Regions from separate parts of the Anser cygnoides genome. Here region 2 is linked to region 1. Evidence: chromatin contacts called from public Hi-C data. All regions are on one chromosome and are shown on one strand. The core of a region is the stretch at or near the end of the contact, and the rest is flanking DNA. Distances in the headings are between cores, read along the strand shown.

Region 1 (2,964 bases), core at 172-2,671:
ACTTAGCAGTGCTAATGGAAATTAAGATCAGCAAGAAACTACTATCCAGCATTTCCAAGCACAACTGACAAAATAAACCCCGCGAGCACCACTGAACAAACCACACAACAGGCGTTACTTGGTCAACAGTGCAACTAGATAAAAGCACACTTGACGGGTTCTCAAGTCTAACTCTGGTTTCTCTGTCGGTTCAGAAACACCTCGACAGCCAAGCAACAACCCAAGAACAGCATCTTCTTACCCAGAATCTCATCAAAGATTTTGTACAAGCCAGGCACAAAGGTCACATCTCTGCAGTTCAGGCCCACGTCCTCATCAAAAACCCACATTTGCTGAAAAGAAAGACAAGAAACGTTTAGCCCCCCGGTTCAGCTCCGCGCTGCGGGTTTGGAGGGCTCAGAGGCCGTCCCTGGCCCCGCCGTACCTGGGTCACCGTCTCCACGGAGCCGATGTAGGTGTCGGGCCGGAGCAGGATGTGCTCCAGCTGCGTCTTCTTCTGGTAGATGCGCTCCACCGAGAGCCGCTTCTTGGCGCCATCGCCCTTGGGCAGCCGGGGGTTCTCGTCGGTGGGCTGAGGGGGGGGAAGAGAGGGGGTGAGGGGCAGCGGGGACTGGTGGCGGGGGGCAAGAGGGGAGTCTGGGGGATTCTGAGCCGTGGGGGGGACCCCATGGGAGTAGAGTTTGGGGGTCTCTGATAGGAGGGGAGTTTAGGGGGGCTCTGAGTCGGGAGGGTCCTGATGGGAGGGGGGTCTGGACGGCTCCAAGCCTGGGGGAGGGTGGGCAGAAGGGGGAAACCGGGGGGCTCCAAGCCAGGGTCCCTGATGGGAGGGGAGTTTGGGGGGGGGGGGGGGCTGATGTGAAGAGAGTGTGTGTGTGGGGAGCTCCGCGCCTTGCGGGGGGGGGAGAAGAATTTGGGGAGGCTGACAGGAGGGTAGCTTGGGGGGGAATTTGGGGGGCTCCAAATGGCGGGGGGGGATCGGAAGGGGAGTTTAGGGAAGGGCTCTGACGGTAGGGGAGCTTGGGGCGAGAGTTTGGGGGTCTCCGAGTCGGGGGGGGCCCTAACAGGAGGGGGGAGGCCTAGAGGAACCTGGGGGGGGCGGTTGTGAGAGGCCATGGAGCGGCGGGGGGAGGCCGGGGACACCCTGAGGGGATCCGGCGAAGGGGTGAGGGGGGACCCTGAGGGGCCCGGGGGGGTTCTGAGGAGCCCAGGGGGGTCTGAGAGAGGCCGGGGGGGTTCCGAGGGACCCGGGGGGGCACCCACGCACCCGGAGCGGCACCGGGGACTCCGCGAGCTCCATGGCGGCGGCGGCAGCAGCACTGAGGGGCGCCAACGGCCCCGCGCAGTTCGAACCCGCGCCCAGCCCGCCACAACGCTCCGCCAATCGCCGCGCGCCGGCCCCCGCCGCCCGCCAATGGCAGCGGGAGGGCGGGGACACAAGCGGTGCCCGCCTCCCGTCTCCTCGCCAGTCACAAGGCGTGCCGCGCTTTCAAAGCAGCCAATCGAAGGGGAGATTTCTTTGATGGGCAGGGAGATTGGCCAGTGGGAGGGGGAAGAGGGAGGGCTCTGAGCGGCTGGATCCGTGCGCGGCTGGGTCCTGCGCATGCTCAGTCGTCGTTGTGGGGGGGGGGGTGATGGGGAGGCCCCAGTGGGAGGGGTCTGGGGGAACGGGGAAGCAGTGGGCATGGACTGGGGGAACTGGGAGCCTGTGGGTGGGGACTGGGGGGGCTGGGTGTGGGGTCTGGGGGTAACTGGGAGCCAGGGAGCGGGGACTGGGAGTAACTGGGAGTGGGGTCTGGGGGTAACTGGGAGCCAGTGAACAGGGACAGAGTAACTGGGAAGCAGTGGGTAGGGACTGGGGAGTACTGGGAGCCAGTGGGCGGGGACTGGGAGCCAGTGGGCAGGGTCTGGGGTAACTGGGAACCAGTGAGTGGGGTCTGGGGGCAACTGGGAACCAGTGAGCAGGGTCTGAGGGGTAACTGGGAGCCAGGGAGCGGGGTCTGGGGTAACTGGGAACCGGTGAGTGGGCACTGCGAGTAAATGGGACCCAGTGAGCGGGAACTGGGAACCAGTGGGCAGGGACTGGGGGCAACTGGGACCCAGTGGGACCCAGTGAGCAGGGCGGGGGGCCAGGCTGTGGCTGAAGCCCCCCCTCTAGCCCCTGGTTCGTCGGGACAGCTTGCCATGCGGCCCTGTTGGTGACAGTCGATGGCAGGCTGGTGGCTGTGACTTCATGGTCCTTGTGGTGTCCCGCCCGTCCCCACATTGCTCCCCCCATCCCCACACTGCTCCCCCTGTCCCCACACTGCATCCCCCGACACCACACTGCAGGCTCAGCACACCCGTCCCCAGCCCCTCACCGCTGTCCCGGTAATGACCCCCCAGTAACGGGAAGCTGGGCATTGTCCAAAACACCAACTTTTCCACATCTTTATTTCTGGGGAAGGCGCAGCATTAGCATTACTTGAGGTAATGGAGGTGGCCGGGCACAGCCTGGGGGCCAAGCACAGCCCGGGACGGGGACGACGATGTCCTCCCAGTGCCCAGGATGGGGACGATGTCATCCCGGTGCTCCCAGTGCCCGGGATGGGGACGATGTCCTCCCAGTGCTCCCAGTGCTCGCACAGCCCCGACGCTGCAGTTCTCTCCCCATGGGATACCTGGGGCCGCGGGCCCCCCGGTGCCGCGATGCCCCCACCGCGTGGCCGTCACCACATGTGGCGGTAGGGGAAGGCCACCTCCACGCACAGCACCACCAGCTCCTCGGAGCAGTTGTGCCGCTGCCCCGCCAGCAGCTTGCCCTCGCCCAGCGGGGCCGCCAAGCCCTCCCCGGGGCCGGAGCTTCGCCATCCCTGGCAGTCCCGCCTGCGGGCTTGGCTGCCCCGGGCCGTGGATCCGTGCCATGCCAGCCTGCGAGGCCTGCGGGTGGGCACGGAGGTGACAGGGGCACCCGGCGAGCCCTCCGTG
Region 2 (2,964 bases), core at 257-2,756, 41 kb before region 1:
CGCCGGATTCCAGGAAGCTCCGGGCCCCGGCCAGCTCCTGCCGGGGGGACTGGAGGAAAAGGCGCCGGCAAGGGCGAGCGCAGCCCCTCGGTGTGGGGTTGTGTCCCCCCCCCCCCCCCCGCCCCCCCCCCCTCCTTCCCTATTGCTGCCCCCGGCACAAAGCTCGGCCAGGGCGCAGGGTTGGGGTGCTCAGGACCCCCCCCAGCCCCCCATTGGGGAGCAGCCCCGTGCCGGGGGCTCTGCGCCCCGTTTTGCACGGCAGGAAGGCACCGTGCCTTGCTCCGAGGGGGGGGGGGCACAGCTCCATTTACCCCCAGGACCCCCCCCCCACACACACCTCCAGAGCCCCCTCGGCCGGTGCCAGTCCCGGGGGGGTGCCGGGAAGGTGCCCCCCAGGCCGGGGACAGGCGGTGGCCGTGCCGCTGGCCTTGCTCTGTCCCAGGCCTGCGGTGTGCTGGGGGGGGGGGGGTGTCTGGGAGCGAGGGGGGGGGCCCGGGCGCGGGTTGAGTAATTGGGCCCCGGCGTGGCTGGCGCGGTGCCCGGTGAGCACTTGGCACCGGCAAACATCAACACTGCTTCCCGCGCCGCCCCCCCCCCTCCGCTGCCCCCCTGCCCCCCCAAACCCAGCTCGGGGGGCCGCAGCACCGATTGGGGATGGGGTTTGGAGGGGGGGGGCTCCGGGTGGCCCCCGTGCTGGGCTGGCACCGGGGTCCCTCGGGTGCCGTGGGGGGGGCACCGTGGCTTGGCGGCTGTCACCCCCCCCCCTCCCCTCCATGCCCAGCTCCGGCGTTGTCCCGGCTGCCGGAGCGGTGCCCAGCACCCACTGGGTGCCCCCCACCCTTGGGTGCCCACTATGGGGGACGGACGGACAGTACGTGTGTGTCCCCCCCCGCCACCCCATTGCGGGTGCCCCTCTGGATGCGGGGCATCATTGAGGGGTCTGAGGCTGGGGGTCCTGCCCCCGGGGGGGGGGGGGGGTTGCACCCAGTCCTTGGGGTGAGGGGGGGTGGTTTGGGGGCGGGGGGGGGCAGGCAGGGCCGTGCCCGTCCCAGCCCCTCCCCAGCGCCTCGCCGGGCGGCCCAGCCTTGTTCCTCTGGATCCTTTTCCGCCTCCGCGGGGCCGGGAGCCAGCACTCTCGGCAAATAAACATCCCCCGCCGGGCCTCGCGCCAGCGCTTAAATAAACAGCCAGCCCGGGATTGTGAAAGCCCCGGGCCCCCCGCCCCATACGCTGTGGGGTCCCCCCCCCCCCCCCCCCCCCAAGGCCCTCACCGCTGGCCTGGCATGGGGGGGGGGGGGGGTTGCGGGGTCCCTGCCCGGCCGGGGGGGCTCCCAGCCGTGGTACGGGGTCAGGGTGCTGTGCCCAGCACCCTGTCGGAGGGTGCTGGTGCTGGGGGGGGGTCTCGGAGCCCCCTCCCCGTGCTGGGCCAGGAGGTGCCCCCCCCCCCGACCCCCTCCCCCCCCAGCACCCCCGTGACGCTCGGGGACACGCGGCGGGGGACGCTGACCTCAGGGGACCCCGCGGTGCTCGTCGGCATCCCCCCACCCGCACGTCCCCTGTGCGTGGTGCTGGGGGGGGGTCCCCGCTGCGTGCCCCCCCCCCCCCCCAGGCCATAAGCCGGGATTAGAGACCGGTGGTGGTGGTGTTAATCGGGGGGGGGGGGTGTGTTAATCCCACGGGCACGCTGCGCCCCCCCCCGGGGCCGTGGTGGGATGCGGTGCTGGGGAAACTGAGGCACGGGGCGGTGGGCAGCGCGTCGGGATGGTTTGGGGGTGTCACAGCCTGTGTTTTAACCCCCCCCCCCGTTTTCTTTTTCTGCCCCCCCCCCCGCAGCACCCCAGGAGCCGCAGCCGTGCCAGGACAGGCGCCGGGCAGCCCCATGCTCTGCTCACCCCACGCCTGAACGCGCCCCCCCCCCTGCCCCCCCCCCCCACCCCCACCAGCACCGGAGGCCCCCCGCCATGGCCAGCAACAGCAGCTCCTGCCCCACGCCCGGGGGGGGGCACCTCAACGGCTACCCCCGTGCCCCCCCTACGCCTTCTTCTTCCCCCACATGCTGGGGGGGCTCTCGCCGCCCAGCACCCTGCCCGGCATCCAGCACCAGCTGCCCGTCAGCGGATACAGCACGCCCTCGCCGGCCAGTGAGTACCGAGGGGGGGGCCGGGGGCGGGGGGGGGGGGGGGCTCTGCTTTTATAGGGGGGGGGGGTCCTGATGTCGGGATCCGAGCCGGGGGTGCGTGCGGGGACCCCCCGGTGTCCGTGCTGCGGGTGCCGGCCCCGCAGGGATGCTCCGGTGCCGGCACCGTGGTGCTGCTCCGGTGCCGGGAGGGTGACACCGGGCCTGGGGGTGTCCCCGTCCCCCCCCCGGCGAGCTTTATAAATCGCTGCGGCGACAGGAAACAAAGGGTTGGGGGGGCAAACCGACCTCGTACGGTGTGGGGGGGGCTGGGGGGCACCGGCTCCTCGCTCCCTGGCTGCGGGCGCTCGCCGTGGCCCCGTCGGCGCCGCCACCGGGGGAAACTGAGGCACGGCGCGGGGCGCGCGGGCGCTAATTGCACGGCCGCCTTCGTTAATGGCCGGGGTTGTAACGGCCCGGTTAGGGGGCCGGTGGCCGTTCCCCGGGCACATTGGTGGCACCGGGCTGGGTGCCGGTCAGGGGGGGGGGGGCTCAGCACGGTGGCAGGGGGGCCGGTGCCGGCGGTGCCGCGCGCTGCGCCCTTTGTTGGCGCGGCGGCCGCCGGGGGAGGGGGGCGATGGAGGCGATGGGCCTGCCTGCTCTGATTCAATTTCCCCCTGACAGCCTCGTCCATCCATCACGGGGCCGCGGCCGCCACCGGGAGCTGGGGGGGGGGGGGGGGGGCCGGGCTGGACCCCCCCCACCCTCCCCTGGCCTGCCTCAGTTTCCCAAAACCCCCCCCCTCTCTCCTTGTGCACCCGCGCGCCCCCGTTCCCGCGCCCTGCGGC

What was found. A called contact is a pair of places that touch in the nucleus more often than the background predicts.
Region 2: a Hi-C map of liver shows a contact between it and region 1, with 8 times the contacts expected there. The contact joins the enhancer-like site here to the promoter of TOP2A in region 1. A contact is called at or near these places in 2 of 7 Hi-C or Micro-C datasets (both in liver).

The regions. Positions count from the first base shown.
Region 1 is chr22:7,588,176-7,591,139 of Taihu_goose_T2T_genome, reverse strand. It overlaps TOP2A (DNA topoisomerase II alpha), which reads right to left and starts at 1,421. Exons shown (of 35, transcript XM_048053205.2): 1 at 1,265-1,421; 2 at 425-571; 3 at 242-332. The coding sequence starts at 1,297. It overlaps LOC106049566 (collagen alpha-1(XVIII) chain-like), which reads right to left. Exons shown (of 23, transcript XM_048053179.2): 23 at 2,400-2,916. The coding sequence ends at 2,706.
Region 2 is chr22:7,629,098-7,632,061 of Taihu_goose_T2T_genome, reverse strand. RARA (retinoic acid receptor alpha) reads left to right here. Exons shown (of 10, transcript XM_066981428.1): 2 at 1,834-2,018; 3 at 2,021-2,141. The coding sequence starts at 1,962. Among named protein-coding and RNA genes, the nearest start is that of RARA, 6.7 kb to the left of the region's middle. Within about 2 kb of position 1,506, at least 2 of the 3 cell types and tissues checked have open chromatin away from gene starts, as enhancers often do. A contact at or near this core is called in liver, where this site is marked.